Linked DNA regions of Astyanax mexicanus: region 2 is linked to region 1. A link is a contact called in public Hi-C data. All regions are on one chromosome and are shown on one strand. The core of a region is the stretch at or near the end of the contact, and the rest is flanking DNA. Distances in the headings are between cores, read along the strand shown.

Region 1 (7,055 bases), core at 1,589-4,088:
GAATTTTGCAATGTTTAGAAATATTGAATTTTCATTTAAGTAAAGTGAACATAAAAAAAAATTGAAGACTGTTTGGGAAGCCAGATGTGCAAAGACACTAAAAAAAACTTCCAAAAACATTTGGAAGCCATCATACAAAAAGTTTTAAAAAAGGATAAGAGGTCAAGCACAGTGACTATTAAGTGTGTGAGGCATTGCGTATGTGTAGTTTGAAACACATCCTGCAGTTAATTATATTTAAAAAACAATAATAGCGTTTCTTGGACGTAGGCAAGTATTAAAAAAGCCAACCCAATACCTCCTTAAACTGGTGGATAGGTAACTGCTTTCGGTGTAACTAGCTAGGAAATGCACCGTTACATGTTGCTGACTTTATTAGGCAACTATTTGACCAGGGTAGCTTGCTGGCTAGTCCCTCATAAAGTCAACTCCAAGCCAGGTTGGCGGTGTTAATGTCTCTAGCCAGTGCTCCAAGCCCGGTTGCAGCTGAAAGATTCTCAATACTTAAAACAATATGTAATTTAGGGGTATTATTTAATATTTTTGTTTTAGGAATCTTTCAGCTGCTGCAGCACCAAGCACTCAGGTCTAATCCATTAAAAAAAGACAAAACAATAGAAACCCCTTCATCTACCACTGTGTCAGTGTATGACACCCTCTTTTGGTTAATTATATATTAATTATATATTATTTCCATATATTAAGGCTAACAATCGGTTCTTATGTCAGTATTTTAGCTGTTAACACAGAAGAGAAGCAGTTTCCAGTGAGTATGTGAAATGTGTTTAAAGAGATTTCCTGTCTTCTGCTGTTTTAGCTCATTTCTGATGGTGTGTTTAAGTTTAGATGTTTTGGAAGAAAAATGAGGATAATAAATAGCCAGAGTTATGAAAATGTTTTACCACTTCTAGAAGTGAAAGTTAATGATAACCGCTAGTCTATGGTAACCGCTAGTGGATGATAACCAATGCTAACCGCTAGTTGATGCTAATCGCTACCCAATGCTAACCGCTAGTCGATGCTAATCGCTACCCGATGTTAACCGCTAATTGATGCTAACACGCTACCCTTACTATGCTAACCGCTAGTCTATGCTAACCGCTAGCGATGCTAGTCGCTACCCAATGCTAACCGCTAGTCAATGCTAATCGCTAAGCTAAGGCTAGTCAGTTATGGAAAGCTGTTACAGTGTGAAACCTTTGAGAGATAGGATGTGAATTCTGTTGACTTTTATAAATTATGTTGGTTGAATTGATGTTTTAATGGTTTATAACACACTAAAGTGCACATTCTAGATATCAGAATGTGCACTGTAAATAAGCACAGCTATGAGTTTGTTCAAATAAATGTTGAAACTGATAAAATATACTAGTTGCATATTACAATAGATAAAATAAGAAAAACAGCAATTCATTATCATTGATAAAATATTAGATTGATATTGTGATGTATGGTAATTTCTTACATGATTAAATATTAATGTTACTGTGTTGTTTAAAACGCCAATTCATATTTCGTAAGCCAAGTAGTTGATTGTAAGGTGTTGTTCTAAAATGAAAGAGTTAATGAGATCTCATGTTAGAAACAAACAATTTACTGTTCTGCACTATTGTGTAGATTGTTTTTTCTAAAGCCAGAGAAAAGTTGTGAAATTCCTCAGGATTCTTTTTAGCCTTTGGTTTGTGGCCTTTAAAAACAATACCTTGCTCATTTACAATGATATTGTAAGGACAATTGCCAAGTTTGAGCCAGACAAGCCTTCAGGAGACTTGCTAAATGCTAAACTATGTGGCCGTGCTTGGACCGTCAATTGCCACTTGTGGCTATATATATATTATTTTTTCTGTACTGTATGGTTGGCATGAATTAATGTTTACAAGCTTTACATGATTTTAATGATTTTAACATTTTTGTGCATCCCACAGACCAAAGTGACCTTGTATGTTATGTATATAAAAATGTTGTATCCCATTTTTATATACATAAGAATATGTGTATAAAATATTTTTTATGCCACTATGCCTTCCTAAAGCCCTATTTCTATCAGTATTGAATAGAACTGTTATACATTTTCTAAGACTACAGAGAGTGTCTGCTGTATTTAACCCCAAAAAATGTTTGTTTAGAACAGAGGACAAGGCTATGTAAAGGTGTAGCCACTTATTTTGACATTTGTCACAAATAGGGGACACCTTTGGAAAGATATTTTTTAACTTAGATTTCAAATAATGGAACTTGTGCAAATTCCTGAATTTGTATTTTAAGATGCCTAGTATTCGCTGGGCATGTATTGCTGCCTTCAGATTGTGTCGGAGTTATCATATTTATGAGATGAGAGCACATGAAAGCCACCACAAACTCGTATTTACCAGTGGAAAACTCAGATTTGTAGATAAGCCCCAATATTATTAAAACGTTTAACAACCTGCTTCACATATAAAATATTATATAAACATGGACGCATGTCAAGTCGTATTTACCACCTCCAACCTTGTAAGTAGGAATTTCGAAGGAGGACTTGAAGGCCAGTAGGCCACAGATTATCTTCCAATTCTGTATATGCAACCCAAAATTTACCGTTTTAAGTCAATTGCACAGTGTCCCTTTACCAGCAGGGGGCACCAAGAGTCTATTTAAGCCCTTCACTCAGTGATGTTTCAGGCCAATCCAGAGCAGGTTGTCATTGACTATCTGTGGTGCTCCCTAAACAGGTTATTTCTAATTGACTGCTTGTGTGTGACTGCTGAAATGGACGGACAGATCTGGCAGGATATCACACTTTGATCCACACCAGTCGCCGTCCTTGATTTTGGGGACAGTACGCCCCGGGGACACGCACGCACACACACAGCAGACAGATCAGGCAGAAGTGTTGGAGCGGGTGTGAGGATGGGAGGGAGGGAGCTGTCAGTATCTGTATGAGTTTACAGCTCTGCATGAGGTCTATCTTGTGTGTTCTGGTGGGGTATGACAATGAAAAAAGCATCCAGTGATTAAACCAAAGAGGATTAGCCTACATTACATCTGTTGTACTAGGTAGAAAATAAAGTATGCACTTTATTCATTTTTGAAAATCATTATTCATGAATATGACAGAGCCTGGCTCCGGTGGGGCAATAGCAGCCCTGTGTCTGCTGTGATTTAATAGGGGAGGGGGAGGTTGAGAGGTTGGGAGGTTTATCTGTGTTGTCATGGCTGTGCAGCAGAATAGATGGTGGCACCAGTGGGCTGATTGATTTTTAAAGCCCACAGGGGGCTGATTGGAGAACTGGTTTGACACTGCTGCATCCAGAACAGGGCACAGCAATGTGGAACAACCTTGACTCATCACACACATTCTGATGGTACTTGTTTTTGGTTCGTGAGTGTGTGGGTGTGTGTTTGTGTATTGTGGAGGAGAGGACTGAGAGCTGTTGTGATTGATGAGTAATAAAAACAGACATAAATGGATGGATAGATGATGGAAGGATGGATGAATAGATAGACAGAAGAACTGACACCTGCATACAAAATCAAAATAATAATTTATAAGCTGCTCTTTGTTTTGTAAACATTGACAAATTAACCAGTTAAAGATGTTCAAAATAAAATAAAGCAGTTCTTTAGTTAAGTAAACTGTCTTAATCGCATTTCCACTAAATTTACCCAAAATTTCATTATTGTTATTTCAGTTAATTTGTAGTAAAATTAAAACATTGTAATCATGTAAAGTGCAAACATTTGGACACACTTCCAGTTGTAAAGTTACATAGTGAACCAATCTTAATTGACTCATTAGAATTCGTTAGTCAGGACTAACTAGATGATGAGATGACAGAACTACTAGATGACTAACTAAATGATGCCAACAAAGCAGAGGGAGAGAAATGTAAAATATGTCAAAATTCTTCAAGCTTAAAAGCATCCTAAAGAAAAGGCAGTTAAGGGTAATTGTGAAAGTCATGGCAAAATTTCTGTTCTGAAACATTTAAAACTAAAATTTAAAACTACTAAATAAATTATAGATAACATTTCTTTTTACATAAAGTTATTTTTAATTTTGGCAGCGTCAGATCTCAAATATATCTTGTATGTTGGGTTAAGCCACACTAGCTTTGAATGACTAAGCACTTTTGTAAGTCACTCTGAATAAGATCATCTGTTAAATTCCATACATAGTGACTGTAAATGTAAGAGCCAGAAAAAAATTGATTTGACTTGACCTAACCAAGATAGATGTGCTGCCCAGGAAACTGCAAGAAGGCACAAGAAGTGGTGCAGTATTCTGCTGTGCAGTGATGCTCTTTATTATCTACATGGACAGGTTTATATATACAGTATTTATACATAAAGAAGAAAAAAGGCATGTTGCTACTAACTCCTATATTTCATAGCTATATTGCCAGTGAACCATCTACAGATATCCGGTATCTCACAATAATGGCACTCTAAACATATCCTTGTATCAAGGGTATTAATTAGTCTGGCTTTCTCGTTGGTATCTAACAAATGATTAAGAAACCATTACACCAGTAATAGCAAAGAGTAATAAGCCACGGGAAACTAACTTGTCGTACCTCTTGACCTGACTAACCAGTTCTTATGAGTTTTGTTTATGTTTATTTTTTGAGACATTTCTGGAAGTGTGTTGGTACGTTTGCATGTGGCATTATTCTGCTGTACAGTGATGCTTAAACAAAACATGACCTACATGGAAGTGTTCATATATCCAGAATACCCAATACACATATATACACACACAAAATGAGAATTGCTTAAATGTTTTTGCAACTTACCCCTTCATCTGTATTGCTGCAGTGAATTGCAAGCAAATACGTATAACCCACTACATACAGTTCTTTAAAAATTAAGAGACCATTTAAGTTTCTGAATCCGTTTCACAGAATTCAAAGGTAGATGTTTAAGCAAAAGGAACATTGTTGTTTTATTCTATAAACTAAAATAAAAATAATGTAATTTAGAGCTTTTAATTGTAGAAAATGAGAAATGGCTGAAATAACAAAAAACTGCAAATAATAACTTTTTTAATTTATAAAGGAGAATTTAGGAGTTCAGGAATCAATATTTGGTGGAATAACCCTGGTTTTAATCAGTTTTTATGCATTTTATGAGTTTCTTTAATTTTACCAAATTGAAAACTGCTGGAATATATATATATATATATATATATATATATATATATATATATATATACACTGCTCAAAAAAATAAAGGGAACACTCAAATAACACAATATAACTCCAAGTAAATCAAACTTCTGTGAAATTAAACTGTCCACTTAGGAAGCAACACTGACAATCAATTTCACCTGCTGTTGTGCAAATGGAATAGACAACAGGTGGAAATTATTGGCAATTAGCAAGACACACTCAATAAAGGAGTGGTTCTGCAGGTGGGGACCACAGACCACGTCTCAGAACCTATGCTGTCTGGCTGATGTTTTGGTCAGTTTTGAATGTTGGTGGTTCTTTCACACTCGTGGTAGCATGAGACGGACTCTACAACCCACACAAGTGGCTCAGGTAGTGCAGCTCATCCAGGATGGCACATCAATGCGAGCTGTGGCAAGAAGGTTTGCTCTGTCTGTCAGCGTAGTGTCTAGAGGCTGGAGGCGCTACCAGGAGACAGGCCAGTACACCAGGAGACGTGGAGGAGGCCGTAGGAGGGCAACAACCGAGCAGCAGGACCGCTACCTCCGCCTTTGTGCAAGAAGGAACAGGAGGAGCACTGCCAGAGCCCTGCAAAATGACCTCCAGCAGGCCACAAATGTGCATGTGTCTGCACAAACGGTTAGAAACAGACTCCATGAGGATGGTATGAGGGCCCGACGTCCACAGATGGGGGTTGTGCTCACAGCCCAACACCGTGCAGGACGCTTGGCATTTGCCAGAGAACACCAGGATTGGCAAATTCGCCACTGGCGCCTTGTGCTCTTCACAGATGAAAGCAGGTTCACACTGAGCACATGACAGACGTGACAGAGTCTGGAGACGCCGTGGAGAGCGGTCTGCTGCCTGCAACATCCTTCAGCATGACCGGTTTGGCAGTGGGTCAGTAATGGTGTGGGGTGGCATTTCTTTGGAGGGCCGCACAGCCCTCCATGTGCTCACCAGAGGTAGCCTGACTGCCATTAGGTACCGAGATGAGATCCTCAGACCCCTTGAGAGACCATATGCTGGTGCGGTTGGCCCTGGGTTCCTCCTAATGCAGGACAATGCTAGACCTCATGTGGCTGGAGTGTGTCAGCAGTTCCTGCAAGATGAAGGCATTGAAGCTATGGACTGGCCCGCCCGTTCCCCAGACCTGAATCCGATTGAGCACATCTGGGACATCATATCTCGCTCCATCCACCAACGTCACGTTGCACCACAGACTGTCCAGGAGTTGGCGGATGCTTTAGTCCAGGTCTGGGAGGAGATCCCTCAGGAGACCATCCGCCACCTCATCAGGAGCATGCCCAGGCGTTGTAGGGAGGTCATACAGGCACGTGGAGGCCACACACAATACTGAGCCTCATTTTGACTTGTTTTAAGGACATTACATTAAAGTTGGATCAGCCTGTAGTGTGTTTTTTCACTTTAATTTTGTGTGTGGCTCCAAATCCAGGCCTCCATTGGTTAATAAATTTGATTTCCATTGATGATTTTTGTGTGATTTTGTTGTCAGCACATTCAACTTTGTACAGAACAAAGTATTCAATGAGAATATTTCATTCATTCAGATCTAGGATGTGTTATTTGAGTGTTCCCTTTATTTTTTGAGGTGTATATATATATATATATATATATATATATATATATATATATATATATATATATATATATATATATATATATATATATATATATATATACATACACACATACATACATACACACAAAATGAGAATTGCTTTAATGCATTCACGACTATCCCCTTCATCTGTATTGCCACAGTATATTGCAAGCAAATACATATAACACACAACATATGTGCACCAACTACATAGAACACTGAATTCCACTGTAGTGATGCTATTTGCCACCATGTCCCTACTTGACTGTGCATCCACTCAG
Region 2 (7,055 bases), core at 2,729-5,228, 70 kb after region 1:
GTGCGGCGTTGTTCAACGTATAGCAAATGTTACATAGTAAACATGAGTTCATGAGTGAGCCATTCCGAACACAGCAAGAGTTTTGCTGCAGCCTCACAAAAATGGCATCAGCATTCATTGCACACACTTCCACACCCTTCATATCACCTTAGTCAAATCTGAGCGGCGGCTGTCTGTGCTGCCCTTTTAGTCCGATAGAGAAGCACATAGTCAGCAGGGTTACAATAACAAAAGGCGTAGCACAGCACAAGAGCACGGATCCTCTGAGGCTGCAGTATGCTTTTTCTGAAGCAATTATCTTAGTCCTGAATCTTAAAAACACAGTTATCATATAAGAACATCTAAGGCCTAGAGGCTCAGTGCTACTTGCAGTTGCTGATCAGTGGCTCTGCCAGTCCTGCATAAAGACGGCAAGAATTGGACACCATACTTAAGACTAAGGTGCTATCGTTTCACAAAAAAACATGAAATATGATAACAGTCCTGTGAATTTGCTAAGTTTACATTTCAATGTTATTGCAGAGATATAGTGTGTATACACCAACACAGCAAAAAAATGTGGAATATCCGTACCGTATTTTCTGCACTATAAGGCACTTTTAAAATCCTTTAATTTCCCCCAAAATCGTCAGTGTGCCTTATAGTCCGGAGCGCCTTATGTATGAATTTTATCATTCAGGTTGTAAGGAGCAGTAAAGCCACTCTGCTGAAACACAGCTTTATACAGTTCCAGTTTAGTTCTCCTGCACCAAGTATTGTCGGCCAGTAGTCTGCTGCTAACTCCGGTTGGCACTGCTGAAGCAGTTTTAGCATTAGCCGATAACCACGCTCTTTTACCATTAAGAGGTGAGTATTATCGCCCTGACTTACCAGAACGCTAATTTAGCCACTAATGCTTGCTGCTGCACCCAGTCTTAATGAACCTCTGGAAATCTAAGCTTACTGTACATAAACGGAAGCACTTTACTCACCCAAATAAACAGTTTTCAGGAGAGAAATCTTTGTAGATTAACATCCAGCACTCATTTGACTTTAAAAGAAAATGTTTTGTTTTACAATTTTGTTTACTTAGCTTAGATTTTTGCTGAATTGAAAGGAAAACATGGTGACACAGCTGTTCCTTACTAGTGTCGCATAGTGGGCCTTATAATCCAGTGCACCTTATGTATGAAAATAGACCAGAACATAGATGTTTATTGCGCCTTACAATCTGTTGCGCCTTATAGTTCCAAAAAAATGCTCCTGAAGCGTTCTCTCTGAAGTGTTATCTCAGGGGACGGCTTGGAAACACCCACATCTGCATAAGTTGTAAGGTGTTATCTTGTGAGTGAGGATGAAAACCAGGACCAGGGTGCTGATGGCACAGTGATGTGCAGTATGGATGAAACTCCAAAGTTGTGTGTTCTTGATCTATGTGTTGTACATTGTGTGTTGCGGGAAGACAACATAGGAGGCATAATCGTCCACTGTGAACAGTGCAGTAGGTAGGAAATCACATCCTCATTCAATGTGGGAGACCCCACACATATATCCCACAGATCAGTGAAGCAACTTCAAAAGGACCTGGCAAAAGCCATTGGACACTACATACTAGCTCCTGTCCCATGACCATGTGGCATCTTAGTGTACAGACATTAGAAGATACTAGTTTATCCAACATTCTTCTTTAAGGGTACTACTAGGAGTTTAGATTTTACCCAACAGATTATGATGTAAATATATATATGCTATCTATAAAAAAACAAATCCATCAATATCATTCTGTACAGTACACACCTACACTTGTCTCTGAAGCAGCATGCAGTTACTATTCTGGCAATCCATCAGAAGCTTCAAGGACATGACTCGTAAAAATAGATGTAGTTGGACAGAATTGTTCACTCTAGCCTCACATTCGGCACAGCTTCCTTCTTTTGCTTCTACTTACTAAAAGTAAATACTCTGCACCCACTGCTTCTTAAGAACAACGAGGACCGCCTTTTAATCGTAAAATATCTTTCCTTTTTTTTCCTTCAGACAGGGCCAGTGTGGGATTGAGGCCCAGGAACTTCAGTAAGAAGGCTTATTTAAAAAAGGTTTAAATCTTATCTACTGTCTAATCCTTCAGACTCATTAAATCACTCACTAAAGACTGAATTCAAGCAAGAAAGATTTAACCATGACAACCCAGCTAACAGAGAACGTTATAAGAACGTTTAGCAATGTTTTGAAAAGGTTCCAGAAAGGTTAGCCAAACATCCAGAAAACTTGACTGATTGAGCGTGCTAAGAACATTAAATGTAACGTTCAGAAAACATTCTACTAACCAAATTTGTTAGCTGTGAAAATGCTTAAAGTCAAGATATGCCCCTTTCACTTTGTATTCAGAAAACATGTCTCTTGCTGTGAACATGGCACTGTAATGGAGTGCCTGAAGCGATCAAGCTTGTTTACATGCACAAATGGCAGCTTTGCCACTGGAGTAAATGTTGCACAAAGACCCTGTGATAAATGTCCTGAAGTACCCAATCATATAAACCTACATTCACTGGAAGCCTTTAACTGTCTAACAGACAGGCAGAAAACTAAAGAACACGGCCCAAAGCAAAGACACAGAAAAACAACAGCACTGAGGGCAGCGATTTATCAGAGGAGCTAGAGTTTCAGAGCTAGGGGTTACACAAAGGAGACTAGTCTAAGGCCTTTGTTTTGAGACAAGCACTCTCTCTCTGACTGCTCATTAATTTATTTGCAGATAATGACTGATGCATTATTAAAATGATTAATGAAAAGACAGATGGGGATACATTTTCTATTAGCTAAACTGATAACGTGTTTGTTATAAATAGAAGAGTGGAAAACTATTGGCTTTCAAATGGTCAACATCATCAGGGGCAAAAAAAGAATCTGTCTGGGTTAAAAGACGTGCACAATTACACAAAAAGGTCACCTGTCAAATCAACCTTAGTCACACACAGGCCCTTTATGGTACCCTGACCATAATCACAGATGATTTGATAAGACAAAGCTTGCTTTTTAAGTTTTGAAGTGGAGCTACAATTATAAAATAGAAGCTTGTATCATTCAGTGATATTGCCTTTGTTCCACTGCACTGACTTTGGACTTGATATAACACAGTGGAGCAACACCAGCAGATGACATGTCTCTCCAAACCATCACTGATTGTGGAAACTTTACACTAGACCTCGAGCAGCTTGGACTGTGTGTCTCTCCACTCTTCCTCCAGACTCTGCTCCCTTGATTTCCAAATGAAATGATGGTCAGTGATTGTTTGGAGAGACATGTCATCTGCTGGTGTTAATTCACTGTGTCCAAAAGAAATGCAGCTTCTGACAGAAAATCTTACAGCACTTCATGCTTCCCTTTGCTGACAGCTTTTATGGAGATGCAGAATTCATTTTCCAACAGGACTTTTATTGGCTGTAAGCCATAATCATCAACAATAAAAGAAATAAACACTTGATCACAATAGATCACTCTGTGTGTAATACATCTATATAATATAGACGTTTTACATTTTAACTAAATTACTAAAATAAAGTAAATTTTCAATAATATTCTAATTTTTTGAGATGCACTGTTATTTACAGAATTCCTGTAGATAAACTAAAGACCAAAATAATCTGCCTATGTCTGAATGCACTAAATCAGAGAACAAACATGTTAACGGCCATAATCTCTAGTCTGAGTGGCAGACAGTGCTCAGTCTGTGAGACGCAGTGTAAGTTAAGTGGTCAGCTCGGTTGTTTCTTTGTTGTGAAGCGGGGAAGTCTATGCTTCCATCTATCCAGCCTCTCTCTCTCTCTCTCTCTCTCTCTCTCTCTCTCTCCCTCCATCACCGTGCTGTCAAGGAAACATTCACGTGACCCACGCGAGAACTCAACGGCTGCTGCTGGCCGCGAGGCGTCGCATTATCCAATAGAATGAATGGACTCAAATAGCAGCCAATCAGGGCGCGGCTCGGGTGGCGTATAAAAGCAGCGTAACGCGGCTTAGCGCCGGATACCATTAGCTGTAGCGGTGTGCTCAGTACAGGACTGCAGGAGGAGGCAGAGCTGTCACTCTCCCAAAGAAACTACACACAAGGTAGGGGAGAGCAGGGGTCTGTCTGTCTGCATTTATTCATTCATTTATTTGTTCGTTTTTTTAGAGGCGGATTGACACATTTTGTTAATATGGAAGTGAAGTTACGGACGGTTATTATTATAGTCTGTATGTTTTTATTATAAACGCCACTTTTTCGTTTGCGCGGCGTCGATACCTCGAGGTGCTCGAGCTGCGCAAACTGCGTAAAACTGTAAACAGCGCAAACACAGCGTTATCTGTTTGGAGCTGGCGCTCAGCGGTGTGGTTTTTAGTCTGGTGGAGGAGGAGGTTAAATATGCTCTTTTCTCCTCGTCTCCAGTAGCTGCTGTGGAGGAGAGGGCTCGGGAAGCGGCGCAGGGTGTCTGCTTTGTCCCAAAGCATCAGCAACGACCTTGCAGCGCCTTTCCGTTTATCTGCAAGGTCTTCGAGGCGTTTTTCCCCCGCAGGCGCTGCGCAGCATTACGTGCGCGCGTGCGCTCGCGAGAGATGTAGCCAGATTTTTTTGGCGGGGTTTGTTTGGGTTTATTATAATCCGTGGTTTGAAGGAATTTGATAGATGGTTGTTGAAGGGCACAGGCAGTGCTCGCTCCAGACATGCCTTATCGCATTTTAATTTTATTTTATTTCTTTATTTTTGCACCTGACGTCACTTAAACGTAGCTGGAGCTCAGACGTCCCGAAGGTGGATGCTGCAATAACGCGCGGTGACTGCGCTGAGAGAGGGTCGATAACCGGATAAATTAACGGCAGATTCCGCCCCCACGCCCCCCCCCCCCCCCCCCCCCTCTTTGACTCGTTGCGTAAAATGTACGCTTTAATTCCGTTACGTCACAACAAGCTAATGCGGCTGAAGGGGAGGCTTTGTCCGCCTGTGTTTGGTGTGTGTGTGTGTGTGTTGGGACGCGAGACCCGGTGTTGCGTCGATTTGTGCTAACCATCATAGTGTAGCTGTATTTGAGGTTGCCTAACCATATAGACGTGTAGATATAGTAACGCTTTATTGGTGATATTTTGATTGACTAAAAGCAACACATCAATGGTATATAAAGAAATACAGAAATAAATATTACACATTTCTGCTGCGAGGTAAACTTAAGGTAGTAGAAATGAGGAATTGTTTAATTTGGGTTCAATTTACTCTTTTATAGGTAAGCAAATATTTACACAATAATCCCAGGTTGTGTAATGCCCCGTCAAAATCTGACTCCGGGGAATAGGTAGCCGCGCATGCGCAATAAGTCTAACCCATCATTTGGCAGCGCAACTGGACGAAACACCTGAGCTGTGTTCCCAATGGGAGCTCCTTTACTGTTCACTATATAGTATTTTCTATATATAGTGACCTTTTATTAGGGAACACACAAACTACAAACAGTCTTTGTGCCACCACGTTTTATTGTGGAGTATACATGGGAAATTTAATTTAAATAAATTGAAAATTTAACCTTTATTTAAACTCAACTTTTATTTATAATCGGTGGACATTGAGGGTGGCCCTCATTTACAGTGTAGCTGAGCCAATACACAGGAAATGGAATGTCAAAGAAAAAGAATAAATGCATAAAAGACCCAGTATTGTAATAAGACATAAGATTTTTTTTAAAAATGGGATATAAAACGAAAAAAAAAAAAGAATTTAGTAGGAATTAATCATGGGTAAGAACGTCAAAGGTAATAAAAACAAATAGGAATACAACTACAGATTAATAAATAATTAAATAAATGTACTATAAAATGAATTTAAAAAAAACGTTACCACATTTTAAATAAGACCAGAAACAACTCAAACATACCAAAAATGATAAATAATTAATTAAATTCTAGTGTACATGCATCTGTTGTGAGGCATTTTGGGTGTTGAGTAACTATAGAAAATGTATTGTACTGTTGAGGTTTGGAACAGCACTACATAATGGCTGACAAACTATATAGTGTGCCATTTCTGCGATCCAGAACTCAGATCACAGGTCAGATCTGATCTCGATGGTTTAACAAAACGCTTGCTGTTTTTCTTTGTTTCCATCAGACTCGACGCAACCATGCCTTTCGGCAACACCCACAACAAGCTGAAGATGAACTACACTGCGGAGCAGGAGTACCCAGACCTCAGCCAGCACAATAACCACATGGCCAAGGTGCTCACTCCGGAGATGTACGCCAACCTGAGGGACAAAGAAACCCCCAGCGGCTTCACGGTGGACGATGTAATTCAGACTGGGGTGGACAACCCAGGTAAAAGCTCTCAGCCGCTCCTTGCTGGAGACTTTGGATTTCTAATGGCTGAACATGAATGCTGTGCCTCGGCCTCGGGCTTGAAATCAGATTGTTGAGCGTCCTGGTTATTTAGTTATTGGGACATAAGGTCCTAGTCCCTGCATTCCCTGCTAAAAATTCCAATTTAAGACCAGCTGGTCATCCAAAAAAAAACAATAGCTGACCAAGAGCTCCTTAATGAGCTAACCTACCAGCATAGGGTTTTTGTTTGTTTTTTTGGATGACAAGCTGGTCTTGTGCTTTCAGTAGTTTAAGAGCCTTCTCTGGTAAATGGTTCTCATGTTGGCATTCACATTATTTTCCCTCCCTATCCCAAATTCTAGGCCATCCTTTCATCATGACTGTGGGCTGTGTTGCTGGAGATGAAGAAACATATGAAGTGTTCAAAGAGCTGTTGGACCCAGTCATTGAGGACCGCCACGGAGGCTACAAGCCCTCAGACAAACACAAGACAGACCTGAATGCCGAAAACCTTCAGGTACATGCTGTCATCAGGGTCCTTTTGTGTTTTTTTTTTTTTTTTTTTTTTTTTTTTTTTTTTTTTTTAAATCTTAATATATTGGACTGTAAAGTAAATGCAAGTCAATATGCTCTAGGGTGGAGATGACCTTGACCCCAACTATGTCCTGAGCTCCAGAGTGCGTACTGGTAGGAGCATCCGTGGCTTCTGCCTGCCCCCCCACTGCAGCCGTGGA

Evidence for each region. Hi-C and Micro-C count contacts between places; a contact is called where the count stands out from the background.
Region 2: a contact with region 1 is called in a Hi-C map of muscle, with 17 times the contacts expected there. The contact joins the promoter of ckbb here to the enhancer-like site in region 1. A contact is called at or near these places in 2 of 3 Hi-C or Micro-C datasets (both in muscle).

Annotation. Positions count from the first base shown.
Region 1 is chr1:69,581,428-69,588,482 of AstMex3_surface, forward strand. No RefSeq gene overlaps it. Among protein-coding and RNA genes, the nearest start is that of xrcc3, 17 kb to the left of the region's middle. Within about 2 kb of position 2,839, the one cell type or tissue checked has an H3K27ac peak away from gene starts, as active enhancers do.
Region 2 is chr1:69,650,184-69,657,238 of AstMex3_surface, forward strand. It overlaps ckbb (creatine kinase, brain b), which reads left to right and starts at 3,979. Exons shown (of 8, transcript XM_007230924.4): 1 at 3,979-4,086; 2 at 6,113-6,318; 3 at 6,684-6,838; 4 at 6,957-7,055. The coding sequence starts at 6,126.